Regions from separate parts of the Mus musculus genome. Here regions 1 and 3 are each linked to region 2. The links are chromatin contacts, called in public ChIA-PET and Hi-C maps. All regions are on one chromosome and are shown on one strand. The core of a region is the stretch at or near the end of the contact, and the rest is flanking DNA. Distances in the headings are between cores, read along the strand shown.

Evidence for each region. Hi-C and Micro-C count contacts between places; a contact is called where the count stands out from the background. ChIA-PET counts read pairs in DNA pulled down with a chosen protein or histone mark.
Region 1: an RNA polymerase II ChIA-PET map of memory CD8 T cells shows a contact between it and region 2, with 14 read pairs. The contact joins two enhancer-like sites. A contact is called at or near these places in 1 of 484 Hi-C or Micro-C datasets (the C2C12 cell line) and 2 of 115 datasets of contacts at active chromatin or transcription factors (T-cell acute lymphoblastic leukemia and memory CD8 T cells).
Region 3: a contact with region 2 is called in a Hi-C map of liver, with 1.8 times the contacts expected there. The contact joins two enhancer-like sites. A contact is called at or near these places in 2 of 484 Hi-C or Micro-C datasets (embryonic stem cells and liver) and 2 of 115 datasets of contacts at active chromatin or transcription factors (bone marrow-derived macrophages and large pre-B cells).

Annotation. Positions count from the first base shown.
Region 1 is chr15:96,826,206-96,829,179 of GRCm38.p6, reverse strand. The region is part of intron 1 of Gm32564 (a long non-coding RNA gene); the gene reads right to left. Among named protein-coding and RNA genes, the nearest start is that of Gm32564, 9.0 kb to the right of the region's middle. Within about 2 kb of position 1,444, at least 16 of the 459 cell types and tissues checked have an H3K27ac peak or open chromatin away from gene starts, as enhancers often do. A contact at or near this core is called in memory CD8 T cells, where this site is marked.
Region 2 is chr15:96,541,748-96,544,771 of GRCm38.p6, reverse strand. No RefSeq gene overlaps it. Among named protein-coding and RNA genes, the nearest start is that of Gm32406, 36 kb to the right of the region's middle. Within about 2 kb of position 1,526, at least 101 of the 459 cell types and tissues checked have an H3K27ac peak or open chromatin away from gene starts, as enhancers often do. A contact at or near this core is called in liver and memory CD8 T cells, where this site is marked.
Region 3 is chr15:96,798,110-96,801,155 of GRCm38.p6, reverse strand. No RefSeq gene overlaps it. Among named protein-coding and RNA genes, the nearest start is that of Gm32564, 19 kb to the left of the region's middle. Within about 2 kb of position 1,670, at least 10 of the 459 cell types and tissues checked have an H3K27ac peak or open chromatin away from gene starts, as enhancers often do. A contact at or near this core is called in liver, where this site is marked.

The sequences.
Region 1 (2,974 bases), core at 195-2,694, 280 kb before region 2:
TTGGTTGGTTGGTTTGGTTTTTACACCTAACATAGCATAGGAGATCTTGAAATGCCGCTACATTCCACCAGTCATACTTAAAACAATGGGGAAAGACCCTCCCTTTTCCTCCTCGCATACTGCTAGGTTTCTTCCAGCAGAAAGGTCCCCACACACTGTTCTACCTGCCTGGTACAGCCTTCCCAACGTCTTTCTCCCTTGCTGGTATCTACGGCGACAGGGCAGAAGATGGGATGACGTAAAGCCAGTGCCCAGGCTTTGGAATCAACTGAGTTATAACCCTATCCTCTCTACACCACCCACTTGACTGAATGCTCAGTAACGAGCCCCATGCTGCCCCTAAACCGATGCCTACCCACATGGTAATATGAGTCCAGACCTCACTGGGACACTTTTCACTATGGACCTAACACATTACAACCGGGTAGCAACCTGTACTGGCTGGTTTTGTGTGTCAACTAGACACAGGCTGGAGGTATAACAGAGAAAGAAACTTCAGCTGGGGGAGTGCCTCCATGAGATCCAGCTGTGGGGCATTTTCTTGGTTGGTGATCAAGTGGGGAGGGCCCATTGTAGGTGGTGCCATCCCTAGGCTGGTAGTCTTGACTTCTATAGGAAAGCAAGCTGAGCAAGCCAGGGGAAGGAAGCAAGCCAGCAAGGAACATCCCTCCATGGCCTCTGCATCAGCTCCTACTTCCTGGCCTGCTTGAGTTCCAGTCCTGACTTCCTTTGGTGATGAACAGCAACGTGGAAGTGTAAGCCGAATAAACCCTTTCCTCCCCAACTTGCCTCTTGGTCATGATGTTTGTGCAGGAATAGAAACCCTGACTAAGACACAACCATAACCTAGTCAAGATTATTTTTTCTATTGAGGCTGCCAGTGCTCCTCAGGGATGCTTTCATGCCCAGATCATGGTCTGCCTAGTCCCCTTGCACTCTGGCTCTTTGCACCTATTGTAGACTTAATTTTGAATTTACACCATGCTTTGAGTGAGACTTCTGTCTTCTCCACTAGGCTGGTGGCTTCCTCAGAGCAGATCTTTGTGGGCTTGTCACGTACGGAGATCCCAGCCCCTCCCACAAAACCTGTGCCAACAGAGAGCTGGCTAGTTTATGTCAAGTTGACACAAGCTGTAGTCGTCTGAGCGGAGGGGTCCGCACATGAGAAGATGCTTTCACAAGACTGGCTGCCGGCAATCTTAGATGTCCTTCTGGACTCCTCGCCTCTGGAAGGCCACCTCCCGTTCAGCCAAGCAGCACTGAAAAATCTTTCCCTTTGTGTTTCTGAGAACAGAAAAGGGAGTCTTGAGGTCTTCTCGGTTCCCAGGGACCCCAGCGTAGTCCTGTGTCCTCTGATCCTTTCTCTGTTTGTCCCTGACCTGCTGTTATCTTCCTTGAAGCAATAAAAGTGCAACCCAGCAGCACTCCGTGGTGGCACTGATGCTAAGAACTGACACCTCTCACCGCAGAGGTTAAGACACTTCTTTGAAGAAACCCATCACTCTCTGGCAGTCTTCTAACAAAAATGTCTTGGCTTTTAGAACTGCAAAGCAGCTAAGGAAAGGTTTACAAAACACCAGTAGCAACCTTTGCCTTGCAAAGTCAGACCACTGTGAAAGATTGTAACCATCTGAAGATTAGACCGCCAGATTGACAGGAACCGGAAAGCAACATCAAGAGCCATTAACTAAAGTGGCAGATCAGAGAGGGTCTTTTTCTTTCTCTTGTTTGGTTTCTGCTCTTGTCATTACAATATTGTTGGTACAACAAAAGGTTGTCAGTCGAGTGTATGCACTGCGCTTAAGTTATTTTGGGAAATCATAACGTGCTTACAGTATAGGCATTAAAAATTATAGTCCACCTTAAAACTGAATGTAAAAAAGACAGAGTTTGCTTCTTTGCTCTTCAAAAACTATTCCTTATTCTACAAAATAAAGCAGAGAACAACTTTTAGACTTTTTTTTAAAATCAGCTAAAATGAACTTCCTTCATTCTGATTAGCATCCCAGACAACAGCCACAAAACTACTCCCTTCAGTGAGAAAGGGCTAGCCAAAGTCGTGTTTATTAAGCTTTCTTTTTATTATCCAGTAGATCAGAGAACTTCCCTGGAGGTTGGAGGAAGACGACCACAAATTCGAGGAAGCCTTATTAGGAGTAGCCCAGAAAATATTTTATCTTCTATTTGTCTACAACAAGCACTGAAAGGCAGGATGCTGGCTGGATGCAAAAGGCCAGACATGAATCACTAAATTGCAGGTCTGTAGATTGAACTCAGAAAAAAAAAATTCACTGTTCCTGTTTCCTGACTGTTTATTCAGTCCTTCATCCGCCCCCAGAACCTATTGCCAGTAAACAGCATGGAATAGAGGGTTAGGGGAGATAGCATCCTGGATGGACATTCCCTTCATTCCAGATATCTGCCTTTTAAATTAAATGGTTCCTACCCCTAAGAACAGACTTCTAGTTAGCAGACACTATTTCTCCTGCTGGGCAGACCTTCGATTTTAGCACTCCAGTGGCAGAGGCAGGTGGATCTCTGTGAATTAGAGGCCAGCCTGCTCTCCTTAAAGATTCTGAAGCAGCCAAGACTACACAGTGAGACCCTGACTCAAAACAAACAAGCAAACAAAACCAAGCCAAACCAGGGTATCGGTGCTTTAAGGTCACGGTGGCAGGATGGTAATAAGAATCCCCCCACCCCTGGCCCCGTGGGATCAGATGAAAGAAAGTCATGACGAAAAGCCACTGAGAGAGTAGTAAGGGAAACAGTTACAGAAAACAGGAATAAAACTAGGTGGGATGTTCCCCACAAAGGCCAGCTAGCACCTCCAGCCTTATTAACCTGCTCACGCTGAGCTCCATCCCCCCCAAGAGAATCTTGTTCAAAAACTCTGAGCGCAGGTAGCCATAGACCCAGCAGGAGAAATAGTGTCTGCTACTAGAAACCCAAACTGGATGGAGAATTCAGTCTG
Region 2 (3,024 bases), core at 277-2,776:
TTTTCCTTTAAGGCTTACTAATCCCTTTCCATCTTTTTCTCAAAGTGAGTGGTTGGCGATCCTGGAATCCCTGTCTTTGCATTCCTCTCTGAGTTCACAATATTGTCTACACTACTAAGAAACAAAAAGTAGTTCACAAATGGATGTGGACATTTCAGTTGAGGATGGGTAGCATGGCTCTGATCTTCAGAGAAGGAATAACTGGTTTCCAGGGACAATCAGACACTACTTTTACTGTGCAAGGAATAGCAGGGAAAACCACTCATGTTAGAGACACAGCCTTCCATTCACAGAAACTGCTTTAATTCTGGTCTAAGAAACATTTTACCTAATTCAAATAATTCCCTGTTAATACCTTCCCCTTAAGTAGCCAGATTTGTCAAGAGTGCTATCTGAATATTATTAAATTATTGAATTCTTTGGCAGCCTTTGTGGCAATAGGTTTTTCTTTTTTGCATATGTATTTTTTGAAATTATTTTACATACAATGTATTCTGATCAGTGTTTCCTCTCCTCCAGTTCCTCCCAGCCCCCCCCAACTCCCCACCCACCAAACTCAGACCCCTTTCTCGCTCTCTTTTTAGAAAACAAACAGGCAACCCTCCCAAAAAAAAATACCAGAATGTAAAAATTTAAAAAGGGAAAAAGCACAACACACGCGCACACACAACCTTATTAAAAACAAAAAAATAAAAAACTATAATATATAAACAAAAGGTCAGTAAGAGAAAGTAACAAACAAAAACAAAACAAAACAAAAAAAAAAACAACCCACATAAGCGATATGAAACAAAAAAAAATCTGCAAAAATACCTTTTTTTACAGATACCAGTTTTTAGTACCCCAGACTGGCCTCAACCTTTTGACAATACAACTCAACTTCCTGGCAGAGTGTAGGGATTGCAGATACGCCACCGTTCCAAACAAAGCAGGAAAAGGAAAAGGACATTTTATAGAAAGGGAAATTTCCGACTTTTAAGGAGTCACTTCTGAGAATAAAACATGCAAGCGTTTACTTTTCTCTGCGTAGACTTTGACACCAAAGAGGCTAAAAGCAGAGTGACAGGCCAGCAGCTGCAGCCACGTGGTTTCAGGTAACCGCGTTCACCCAGCTGCCTAACCCTCTTCCTTGTGGCCTCAGCGCGTTTCTATTTTAAGCACGTTGGTAATTGTTTGTCTCAACCCTTCATATTTTTTCTGCAGGTCTTTTTTTTTTTTTTTTTTTTTTTTGCATCTTCGAAGGCTTCTCCTTATCTTTGTTCAGATACAAAGAGCAGCGCCTGTATTTTCATATCGCTACCCACCATCAGAATCACGCCACACGGTCCTTTTGCTGAGTACACTGCCGACCAATCACTGCAGATCGAAATAACCGAACGTTTAAAAAGCATCAGTTGAAAAGGAAGCTACAAATGGAAGTTGGATTATTTTGTTTTGTTGTTTAACAGCTTAATTTGTAGATAAAGAGTAAAGAGAGAACGCAGTAGAAAGAGTTGTAGCCTGCTCTCCTCCGTGAGAACAGCGCCACCGTCTGGATTCCCAGGGTTTGCTCAGTGAACAAATTTAGGAGGTTTGTATTCGAGTGGCGTGTAGGTAGAAAACCTAAGGTTTTGTTTTGCTTTTATATTAACATCTATCAATTCATTCATTTGCGTTTTGGGAAAAGAGTGCTTTATTATTTAAACCGTTTTCTCCCTGAGAAGTTTATAAGCTAAAAATAACAATTTTACTCTCCCTAGACAGATTTGTGTATACTGTATCTCTCAGAAATTGACTGTAGTAGTACCAGATACTTACATGGCTTCTTTTATAGGTCCTATTATTATAAAATTATTATTTCAACAGGGATTAATTTTGTATGTCCTTCCTCAGTATGTTTTCTCCAAAACTGCCTGATCGTAACTGCATGTTTATTAAGTTTGAAGTTTTGATTTTTTTCTCAACACTAGTGATTAATTAGGCTGCACAATAAAAAAAAAAATCAGTCCCATGAAACTGAAATTTTTGCCAAAAAATTCTAAGCACATAAAATCACTACTGACATCATTATACATAAGTTAATTGGAACACCAAAATATGGCACATATAAATGCATACATATGGTTCTATACAATAGTAAAAATTCTCATTAGTATGCAAAGTAATGCAAATTCTAAGCTCTTCTCAAATTGAAAGCATTATAATATTTGCCAAAATCCTTATTATTCCCATGAATGAACAGAAGAGCTTATCTGAACATAAAAAATGGCATTCGCCGCTGAACAATCGCTTTTCTTGTATTGTATTGTATTGTATTGTATTGTATTGTATTGTATTGTATTAGGATGTTTTAATCAATGGCCCTTCTTGCCATTGTTTTTCATAATCAGCCTTAACATGCTAATGTTCCATTCAGTTGCCAAAATCAGTCTCATCCTACACTGAGCCACGTGCTTCCCCTAAAGTGAAGCCAAGAACAACTGTTTCATAGAAAACAAAGGGTCAGTCCCCTCCGTGGTGGTGTAGGAGGCTGTGGGCAGACAAGCATCTTCCGGGTCTAGTCCTCCCGTTACTTTGTTTCAGTCTTAGTCTTGAAGATGTTACCCACCCGCTAGTTTACTCTGTAACCTTGTCTCCCCCCATCATTCTAACTCTACTAAGCCTATGTCCAACACTGAGCACTTACAAAGCTTGCTGTCCAGTGTGGTTCGTATCTGTTCATCCATCTCATTAGAACTGAAAGAAGTGGGTGCCATTAGTTTTCCTTTTCTGCAGCCCGAAGAACAAAGAGATGGGATCCGTTTTCCCTGAACCACCGAGTTATTAAGAGTCTGCCATGGATGCCTTAATGCTCTGCTGCTTCTCCTCTGATGTGAAATGGCGACTCACTGTGGCCTTTGATGCCGAGCACCACTTTGCATCTTACTATTGTTTAAATGCAAGCATCTTCTAAATAATGACCAAATGATTTTTGTAAGCTTTTCCTGCTCCCACAACCCTCTGCCTCCCGCATCTGCTAGTTTTTGATCTTGCATGCACGTATTT
Region 3 (3,046 bases), core at 421-2,920, 260 kb before region 2:
TGCACACAGTGTACATTTGTATGCTCAGGCACACATGCATACACATAAAATCAAGTAAATATTAAAAATTAAAACATGAAACAGTGAAAGTGTCAGAAGAAAAAGGCGAGAAAAGAAAAACCTTTAACAGCTCCAAAGAGGCACTGTGCCATCCGTACGTAATTCTTTAAAACCCACATTTAAGCTGCAATGAGATCATCGTTCAACAATCTGATTGGCAAAGGTCAAAATCTTTTGAGGATTTGATTTTATTTAATTATATGTATAGGTGTGTGGCTCTGTGCTCACATGTGTACCTGTAACACATGGAGACCAGAAAAGGTCTGAATCTCCCCCCTCAGAGGCAGAGTTACAGGTAGGTGGGAGTGACCTGGAGAGGGTCTGAATGACCTTCGTCTGCAAGAGCTGATCCATCTCCAACCAAGACAATTTGACAATCATCACTGAACTTATTTGGGTCTGGAACTGACTCCCAGTGTTTATTTGGTGATACATTCTCACGGGTGACATGCAGCTTTGCTTGTAACAGCTAAGTATTGGAAACAAACTAAATGCCCTGGTGGAAGGCTAAGGCTGAGTTATGCCTTTAGACCTCCAGCATCTGGCAAGATTCAGAGAAGAATAGCATATTTAGATAGCATGCAGCCATCTGCATAATGGATTTGTAAATGCACAAATATGTATATATCCATATACTTGTGAGCATACAATATACTTAGAAATAAATAAATATATATGTGTGTGTGTGTGTGTGTGTGTATATATATATATATGTATATATGAGACTAATGGTTTGGAAAGAAATCAGATGCCTGGAAACAAGAGGAAGAAGAAGATTCTCTGGTCTATGTGGACATAATGAATTTTTAACAGCTAATAACAAACTCAAACTATCATCATTATCTAACAGACCAAATGAGAATAAACCAACTCCTATAAGCACAAAGCTGTCTCAATAGTATATGAAACATCAAGAAGACCATGTAAGCTCTGCAGACTTTTCTCTGAGCATAAACTGTAGCTAACCAATAATGCTTAATATTCTATTATGACAGAAACAACACCCTAGAATCATAGAGTCAAGGGTCGGAGAATAAAGGGTCATAGAACCAAGAGTCACAGAATTAAGGGTCATAGAATCAAGGGTCATGGTGCCCCTGCTTCCTGGAAAACAGAACAAAGCCATTCCTGCAGCAGACATACAAACCACAGTTGTATGACTGTGGCTTAGTTCCCATGTAAATTAAAAGGATCTGTTTGTTTCAGTGACTTGCAATAATAGCACCAGAAAAATTAAAACAAAGCAAAATTTCTCTAAATTGTCCTCCACCAAACCTGAGGAGCATTTCCTCTGTTCCCAGTCGAGAGAAAGCTACAACGGCCCCTGAGACAAACTTCAGACCAGTCAAAATCTCAGGCCTGAGACTGGTCTTAGAGCTTTGGGAAACTCTTTGTCTCCAGAGAGATCTGGCATGTTCTGTAGAGGCAAGGCCTAATGTGATTGCCAAGCAACCTAACAGTGAGACAGGACCACCGTTACTCGAGCTGCTTTGAGGAGCACGCCGGCCCTGCTGTCCAACAAAGCCGACTGCTCGGGAGGTGGGGAAGCAGTTTCATGTCTTACATTTCTCTCCTCCAGCGCTTTGAGCAACCACACTGGGCCGTGGATATTTATCCTGGCAGCTAGGTTCCCTATCTCCACCACCGAGGAAGCACTTCCCTGGGCTATAGACACTCAGCATGCTGACTCGTTATCCAAAAGGAAGTTCTGTTTGGTAAGAGGGGAGAGCATGCTCCTGAGCATGCGTGTAAACATGGTGTCAATCATTGTCAGAGGGACAAGAAGACAGTGCAGGACCTCGGATGCTGGATCCTGGGTAGAGGATGAGTCTGTTGGCTCCACACTGACTCAAATATCAAGATCTTTACATTTCCTAATAATTGTAATAAATTTTTCCTATTGTGCTACATCAGACACAATTTCTCTCTGTTTCATCGTATAGATCTGTAAGCCTGGAGGCTGGCGAGATGGCTCAGCAGGTAAGAGCACTGGCTGCTCTTCCGAAGGTCCTGAGTTAAATTCCCAGCAACCACATGATGTCTCACAACCACCCATGATGAGATCTGATGCCCTTTTCTGGTGCGTCTGAAGTTAGCTATAGTGTACTTAATTATAATAATAACTAAATCTTTGGGCCTGAGTGAACGGAGTTGACCAGAGCTAGCGAGTGAGCAGAGGTCCTAAAAATTCAATTCCCAACAATCACATGAAGGCTCACAACCATCTATACAGCTACAGTGTACTCACATACATAAAATAAATAAATCTTTTTTAAAAAGTTTTAAAACTGTAAGCCTGATTTACCTATGTTCGGGTTGTGCTATAATTCATATTTCTGTGCCTAACATTTTATCAGCCATGATGTGGAAAACCCATAAAATAAGCATATTTCAGAACTTAATAGACAAAAAATGAGAATGTAGGAATTGCATAGTTGGCCAGGCCTTATTGGCTCCTGCCATGGAGGCAGAAGTAGGCAGGTCAAGGCCAGCCTGGTCTACAGACTGAGTTCCAGGACAGCCAGGGCTACACAGAGAAACCCTGTCTTGAAAAAAAAAAGTGCATAGCTGTTGTTTGGGGGGGGGTCAGGTGGGGATCTGGTGATTTGTGGTTTAGCTCAGTGGTAGAGTGCTTGCTCAGCACAAAGCCCTGTATTTGATCCCTGGCACTTCATAATCTGGGTATAGTACTTCTGTAATCTGAACACTTAGGAGGTCAGAGCAAGGGGATATGGAAAGGGGTTGAAATCTGTCCTCAATGACCGGGTGGTTTCAAGACCTGTCTGGGATACATGAGACCCTGTGGAAGAAAGAGGGTGGGGAAAAGGTTTCTCTATGTAGCCCTGGCTATCCTGGAACTCAGTTTGTGGACTAGGCTCAGAGATCTGCTTGTCTCTGCCTCCCTAGTACTGGGATTAAAGGGTTATATTACCACACCCAGCTAAAGAGAGAGTTCAGCTTTTTTGTCTGTTTGGTTTTAGAGACA